2 separate regions of the Mus musculus genome follow, and region 2 is linked to region 1. The links are chromatin contacts, called in public Hi-C maps. All regions are on one chromosome and are shown on one strand. The core of a region is the stretch at or near the end of the contact, and the rest is flanking DNA. Distances in the headings are between cores, read along the strand shown.

The links. Hi-C and Micro-C count contacts between places; a contact is called where the count stands out from the background.
Region 2: a Hi-C map of the N1E-115 cell line shows a contact between it and region 1, with 8 times the contacts expected there. The contact joins two enhancer-like sites. A contact is called at or near these places in 1 of 484 Hi-C or Micro-C datasets (the N1E-115 cell line) and 1 of 115 datasets of contacts at active chromatin or transcription factors (embryonic basal ganglia).

The regions. Positions count from the first base shown.
Region 1 is chr14:21,250,232-21,254,221 of GRCm38.p6, forward strand. All of the region lies in intron 6 of Adk (adenosine kinase), which reads left to right. Among named protein-coding and RNA genes, the nearest start is that of Gm52152, 170 kb to the right of the region's middle. Within about 2 kb of position 2,215, at least 99 of the 459 cell types and tissues checked have an H3K27ac peak or open chromatin away from gene starts, as enhancers often do. A contact at or near this core is called in the N1E-115 cell line, where this site is marked.
Region 2 is chr14:21,559,431-21,563,420 of GRCm38.p6, forward strand. All of the region lies in intron 2 of Kat6b (K(lysine) acetyltransferase 6B), which reads left to right. Among named protein-coding and RNA genes, the nearest start is that of Kat6b, 62 kb to the left of the region's middle. Within about 2 kb of position 2,166, at least 19 of the 459 cell types and tissues checked have an H3K27ac peak or open chromatin away from gene starts, as enhancers often do. A contact at or near this core is called in the N1E-115 cell line, where this site is marked.

The sequences.
Region 1 (3,990 bases), core at 965-3,464:
GTTTTTTTCTGATTTGTGTAAAAATGCAATAAATGGGATTTCAGGGGGTGGTTTTTGTATTTGGGGGGTAGGATGGTGCAAAGTGACCCCCCCCCCTTTTCCTTCCAGTCTTTACCCTGGGAGACCTGTTTTCACATGTATTTATATATCCCATCAATTATTCTCAGAACAACTTGGGTATCTCGTCTGTGTAGAGAGTTATCCTCTGAGCCCAGGAGCTTGACTGCACCATTGTGTTTCATTGTTTGGCCTCCTTGCTTACAGATCCTTAAAGCTCTAGAGTTTAACTTACTCATAATCTCCTTTTCACTAATATTGCTCTACTGTCACTAAAGTTATCGACAATTCTAAATCATTGAAGATTTCTGAAAGACAGGAGGCTTCTCTTCCAACTTCTGCTCTTCTTGTCTTGTACCAGTGCTTCTGACAACCACCCTTGACTGCTTTTCTCTATGACTCCACTTCTCCTATACCACCTGATTCCCACATTACACTCCACCCAGCCTCCTCGTCAGCCTTTAAATGACTTCATCTTTTAAAGTATTAACTTCTGTTTTAATTAACTCTGTGAAGAATCCAGCCCATTTTTAAATGATAAGTCAGAATTTGCAGTTAAATATCAAGGAGAATAATCCTCCAATGATTTTAGTTATATTTTTCAGACTGATATATATATATTCAAGGTAGCAAACACCATATAGCCCTCTTTAAGGCCTCAGATATGTTTTTCACATTTTGTGTGGCTTCTAGGTTTAGTGTGTCTTTAATTTGGAATACGTAATAAGCTAAATATAGACTTTTAAATGTTTTACCTGTAAACATCAACCAGCTTTACTGCAGTCCGCAGATATTTTGATATGGTTGTATAGTAATTATCAATATTTTCTAAAACTGATGGGCGATTGTGTTTCCTTTGTTAAGTCAACCAAGAATTATATTTTGTAAAAATATACTATTGGCTCAGACTCAGTTGAAACAATGTGGCTTATTATCAACAATAAGCAGATTCTTTAAAGTCAAATGCCTTATTTATTCACTTTTTAAAGGCATGTACATATTTTTACTCTTGGATATAATCAGTGGCTTTTTAATGCTTAGTGCTCTGCTAAAGAGCTTCTGTAATTTCATTTTATTTCATCTGTCAAGGTTAGTGATCGTGATGGTTTTAAGGTACCCTCTAGCCTTTTCCCTCCCTCAGCTGAGCTGAATTGCGACTACTTTGTAGTAAGTTTGTTACACAGTCTGTAGACACTGGTGAGAATCAGTATGGCCACTGGCTTATTAGTTTCACAGATGCTTCCATAATACTTAGTGCACTCTTGGGTATATTAAATTATCATATCGTGACAGCAGTCCTGAAACATGCCAGTCTTATAAAGCCGCATTTCTGAGAGTTAGAGCCAGGCTTCAGTGAACCATAGCTGACATGCCATGTTAATTTCCATAACTATCATTACCAGGGGTGGCAGTATTTCGAAGACATGAAAAATCTTAATAAATCTACCCAGTTAAAAAAAAAAATCACATTATGTTACCTTATCACAGGGTTTCTAATCACAAGGTCTGATTTTCTTCAGTCCCAATTGAATCGTTTCACAAGTAATGATAAGCATCTTTACTCTTATCATGGGTTATTAAATATTTACTTAAGTGTACAATATACCAAAACACAATATTTTGAATGTTCAGTTTTCTCAGTATGTACTGTTCACGCTGTGAATGAAAACCTCTTACCATCCCATACAGCATATTTACATATACAAATGATTTTGCCTTAAGTAGGAAAGACACAGCTGACAGATACATAGGTTAATTTGCTCTCTTAAATTGCAGCAAACTGTTCTGTGATTCTTTTGTGTGTTTGGGGCCATGTTGTAGAGAAAGAAATCATCAAGCAACATTTTAAGGACATTGGCCTTTTGTATCTAATCCTTAATAAACTTATATACCTCAAAATAGAATATTTCTTTGCAAATTCTTACCTTCAAATTATTAATAATGGAAGGAATGCATTTTTTTAATCCTGTAGCCCCCTCCCCCAGCACAGCTTTTAGATTGTAGATAAACTTCCCAGCTCAGTAATTAACTGAGCTCAGTCCTCGCACCCTGTATCATGTGATTTTTTTTTCCAGTGGAATACATTATTAGAGCACTTACACAGCCAGTCTAGCTGCAGCAGCCCAGGCGGCAACAGCAGTGCCATTTTTCACAAAGAAAATGTTGAACAGGAGCCAAGTGTTTGGTGGCAGTCTGTTGCTAGGAAATCAAGGTCCTGAGGCGATTAGTGACAAAGCAAGCAATAACAAGAAGGCAGAATTACAGATCTAAAAGAGAAAAAAGTGGTTGGTGTTATAATTACCCAAAGAAATCTGCACTCATTAAATTGGCTGTTTTTATGATTGACTTTAATTGGAGGTTAGCTCGGATATTTAGCTCCTTTCCCACCCCTTTAAACACACACAGGCACATAATCTGTAGAACTGCAGACTTGTTTTTCTAAGCATTGAGAGGAGCTTGCCCTGTAATTTGATCCCCACTGACAGATGCATTTTCTATGCTGCCATTTTGAATTAACCTATTGTAGAACAATTTTCTTCAGCCCTGTTGAATAAAACATCCAGTCTGATTACCTCCGACGGATCCGATAGAGTAAAAGAATGTACCTCGCACTGAAGTAGATTGTTTGCGTGGACTCTGCTGATTTTGAACTCTGCCAATAAGCACAATCATTTGTAATAAATTTTCAAAGAAATTTCTGGTGAAAAGGTAATGAGAGTCACCCTTTTATAATTTAATGTTTTGTACCCTGCAGCAAAATAATATTATTCTTGTAAAGCAGTGTTTTATTTCTAGCATGCTTCATGTGAGTTCAGGGAAAAAAATCTTTTATATTTAATATTTTAAGAATATAATTTTATTTTTATATACTCTAAAATGACCACCCTTCCTCCCCCACAAGCAATATTTTAATATTTAGGTTCAACATAATTCAAAGCACTTTATTTCGAGAAATAATTTTTATACATATTATGCTTAACCATAGTAATTTTTAAATTGACAAATTTCATCCTTTGTGATACTATCCTTGAAAGCCTTTATTTAAATTGTCTAGCATTTGATAGCGCACATTACTAAGAAGGCACCTAATCAGTTTGCCAGGTGTAGCAACAGAGGAAGACGACGCAGAACTTATTTACTTCTGAGAAGCCTGAAGAATAAAGTCCCAGTGCTCTGCAGGCTTCTAATCCAACCCTGGAACAGAAGAGCCAAGCACATTCTGTCTGACAATGCACACGCTGCTAATCAGACGCCAGTGCCAAGCTGTCTGCTTTGTTAAATACTCAGCTTCCTAGAGGCAGGAAGACAGCTGCTATAAGGATGATGAAATTTGGTAGTTCAATCTATTTTTGCTACCCTTGGGCTACCAAGATATTGTTAATTTAGACCACCCCAATTGGTACACTTTAGGGAGTTTTTTAAAGAGTTTGTAATTAAAATGATAAAACATCATTATTACATTGAAGACCTTCTGTAAGTTTTACATTTGGCAGATACCTACTGAGATAACCCCAGCATGTAATTTACAATGATGTAATGGCTGTAATTGCATTGTGGGAAAAAGAGGAGAGAAGAGAGGAGAGGAGAGGAGAGGAGAGGAGAGGAGAGGAGAGGAGAGGAGAGGAGAGGAGAGGAGAGGAGAGGGGGGAAGAGAGATCACTAGCTAGGCATAGGAGGTGAGTGCTAACATTAGAAGAGTTCTGAGATTTGCTTCTATTTCATTTAAATCTACTTTATCCCCAAATTGCCTCCCAATATTTGAATGTAGTGGCTGTAAACCTTGCAGCATGGTTTGTTGTTTTTGTTTTTTAAATAGATACGAACCTAGATACTACCACCAGGGGGAGAAGCTAAAAACCTGAAAGTCCTCAGCTGATTATGATACTGGCTGATTATGATAGAGGATTATACCTCTTAGAGGCACATAATTAA
Region 2 (3,990 bases), core at 916-3,415, 310 kb after region 1:
AGCGTAGGCAGAACCCAGGGAAGTGCTGTTCACTGACTGCGGAAGACTCACCCATGTATCTAGGACAGTGGTCCAGGGCCTAGACCCTCCCCCATTCCTTCCTCTGCCTCCTAGAAACACTCATGTGGCTGTGTTCTACAAACCACAGAAACTCAAGTCAGCGTCTGAGCTCAGAGGTCCACTTGCCCCACCTCCCGGGCGCTGGGATTAAAGGTGTGCGCCTGGACCACGGCCCGGCTTCTAAGTTGTATCTTAAGTAATCAGTGGACTTCATCCAACCTGGACTTGATTTCAGTTTCTAGTTAGTAAAAGTGTAGCCAGCCATCAGAACATAGGTCCTGGGAACCTGTACATACAGACCTGTTGATTTTTGCTCTAACAATTCAAAGTATAGAGACAGTTTTGTTTCTGAGAACATGAAAATTCATTTAATTAATTTCCCACCTAGAAATTAACAGAAATTCATTTTTACTTGTTTCTTACATGTTAATTTAGAGATTTAAAAAAAAAACATAGCAGAGATAGCAGACAACAAAACTCTATAGGCTGTGCCTTTTCTTTGTGGGCACTGAGTCTATGTTTAGTAAATAAAGAATAACAAAGTACCTATAGATTGGGGGAGTTGCTGGGGTTAGAGGTTTATGCCAGCCATGGTCTTGTTCTTCACTTTTAAAAAACAGTGTGTATGTGTATGTGTGCGTGTGTGTGGAGGTTGTGTATGTGTGTGTGCGTGTATGTGTGTGTGCGCATGTGTCTGTGTGTGGAGGTTGTGTATGTGTGTGTGCGTGTGTGGAGTTTGGAGAATAGTAAGTATTCAGGAGTGGGTTCTCTCCACCAGCATGTGGGTATCGGAGAGTCCTCTTGCCTTCAGGCCTGGTAACAAGTGCCACTATAAGAAGTGCCACTATCCCCTGAGCCATCTTGCCACCTCGGTGGCTAGCATGCTCTTTGACTATGCTGTTCTTCTTCCCTTCCTTCCCCTCTCCCTGTAAGTGTTGGCATTACAGACATCAAACTACTGCCCAGCTTTTTATGTGTGTGTGGGACCGGAGGACAGACACTTTGCTAGCTAAGTTATCTTCCCAACCCCTGAAATTTTGTCTTATTAACAGATCAGAAATGTCTGGTCTGCCTCTCTGGGCTGATTTTGTACACGTTAGATCTAACCTCTTGGAGCACTTATGTTTCTGTGTATGGGTCTGTGCATGCGTGAGTGCAGGTGCCAACAGAGTTCTGAAGGAGGCTCTTAGGTCCTCCGGAGCCAGAAATGCAGGTGGCTATGCCTCGCCTGACAAGGGTGCTTGGGCATAAACTCAGATCCTCCAAAAGAGAAGTGAAGCTCTTATCTGCTGAGCCATCTCTCCAGGCTTCCCAACCTCTATTAATTTCTGGAGATAAGTTCTTACTATGTAGCCTTGGCTGGCCTGGAATTACCTTTGTAAACCAGACTAGTATGGAACTCAGAGATTTGCCAGGGTTAAAGTCATGAGTCACCACGCCTGGGTTTTTTTTTTTTTTTTTTTTTTGTAAACATGGCCTCTCTCCCTTTAACATCACCTCAGTGAGCCTTACAGCCCTCTTCTGTGGTGGAGTGGTATGCAGTGTTCCAGTGGGCAACCGAGAAAGCAGGCGCTTTGTCTCTCTTGTCGTCACAGGGTCAGATAGCGTAAGAACGCCAGCCTGGCTCTCCTGGATCCATGTCCCCACAGCAATGTCGTTGAGTGCTGTGTTGAGGCAGGAAGAGAAAAAGAAATCATAAAGCAGTTGGTTCTCTGCTCCTAGTCAGATTTTCAAGTATAGTTGCTTCTCAAAGTTTGAAACAAGTTGAACCTTTGGTTTTTCACCTCCCAAGTCCAATATGTAGTTGGTAAATCTGAAGAAAGAATTGTTCTTTCTATAACAAATGAGTCTTGGATGTTTTTTCCTTAGTCTGTGAGAGCTTAAGTTGAAGTGTGAAGATTTACCACTTTTGGTTTGGGGACAGTAATCACCCTTTTTTTTTTGGGTGTTTGACCTACAATTCTAAATAAGTGACCATCTCGTGACCATCTCGTAGTTGAGAGCACGCACTGTTCTTGCAGAGAACCCCAGTTCAGTTCTCAGTCCTCGTGGCCGACTGCTTAGAACTGCCTGTGACTCCAGCTTCAGGACATGCTGCATACAGCTGTGCACACACACAGATAAGATAAAGGAAAACATCTAGTCATGACGGCCACAGAGTTCTTTAAACCTAGCACTTGAGAGGCAAATCTTTGTGAGTTTGAAGCCAGCCTGGTCAACATGGAAGTTCAAGGCTAGCCACAACTACATAGTGAACGCCTTAAAAAAATTAATAAAAAAGCAGTATTACAGGGAAGCAAGTATCAGTAAGTAAAAGTCTCAGTGAGTGAGTCTCAGTGAGTGAGTGAGTGAGTCTCAGTGAGTGAGTGAGTCTCAGTGAGTGAGTGAGTCTCAGTGAGTATCAGTACTAGCATTGCTGTCTTCAGTTGCATGTCAGAGCTAGGATTTGTCATCTTAGTCAATATTGAAGTAATTAAAATGTTTTACCCTTCCGTAGCTTGTTTTTCCTTAATATGTAGCAAACAGATTATGAGATTCAGGCATATGAAACAGTAAGAAAACAGTGTGGATGTAAATCTCTGAGTTGCGGTGTGTAGCATTCAAGTTTTGAAGAACTTAGGAAAAGAGAGAGACTGGTAGTATTCTTTGGTTTTCCTTTCCTTTCCTTTCCTTTCCTTTCCTTTCCTTTCCTTTCCTTTCCTTTCCTTTCCTTTCCTTTCCTTTCCTTTCCTTTCCTTTCCTTTCCTTTCTGGTTTTTCGAGACAAGGTTTCTCTGTATAGCCTTGGCTGTCCTCAGCTCACTCTGTAGACCAGGCTGGCCTCGAACTCAGAAATCCGCCTGTCTCTGCCTCCCAAGTGCTGGGATTAAAGGCCTGCGCCACCATGCCTGGCTTGGTTTTTCAAGACAGGGTTTCTCCATGCAGCCTGGCTGTTCTGGAACTCACTCTGTAGACCAGGCTGGCCTCGAACATAGAGATCCACCTGCCTCTGCCTCCCTAAGTGCTAGGATTAAAGGCGTGCCCCACCATGGCACAGGAGCCAATAGAATTCTCTAGAGAAAAATGTGAATAATGTTCTACTTTGATAGAGTAAGTGTTCTTTTAATTGCTTTATTGCTAATATTTAAACATAGACAATTTGCACACCACCTAATGGCAGATATCTAAAGACAGATAACATTCCTACCACTGTGGAGGTGTTAGCCGCGCTGGCTGCGGCTCTGCCTCCCTCTCGTGCTTTGCTTCCTCTGCACAGCACAGCAGCATCGTTTGCATTTTAGTTTTGCCCTTGAGAATGGGAAGATGACTGCCATTTGTCCTTCCAAGGGAGCACCAGGCCTGGAGGAAAACAGCTTGCTCAGGCAGGTCCTGCCTCTGGCACTGTCCACCATCAGCAGAGGCAGGGGGACTGTGGTTTGAAGGATGCGTTCACCCAGGTGACTAGGGTGCAAAGGCTTGACAGCTGTCAACAACCCTTGGGTTCCCCAGCTGAAAGTGGGCTCCATGTACCAGAAGCGGGAAGGGATAGGAGACATGCAGAGGAGCCCCGACTGGCTGTTATCCTAGTCATGGGCACACCATCACCCCTGCAGTGGAAGGGCTGGTAGTGAGTGTTGAACATGAAATGGGAGGAGTCTTGGAATGTTTGTTAGGCAAGGTTCTGATAGGCCGTCTAGACGGCACCGGATCCTGACCTGTTTTCCCCTAGTCTAATTGCAGGATATATGTTCAGTGTTGTAAGTACTTTCAAATGGTTTGAAATGTTTATATGGACCTCTTGTATTTTATATTTATACTTTTCTCCTTGTTTGGCTTTTTTCTTTTTTAAAGACAGAGCTTCACTTTGTAGCTCTAGGACTCACTCGGCGTGGAGTAGGCTGGTCTTGAACTCACAAGAGTTCTGCCTGTCTGCCCCCTGGGTGCCAGATTA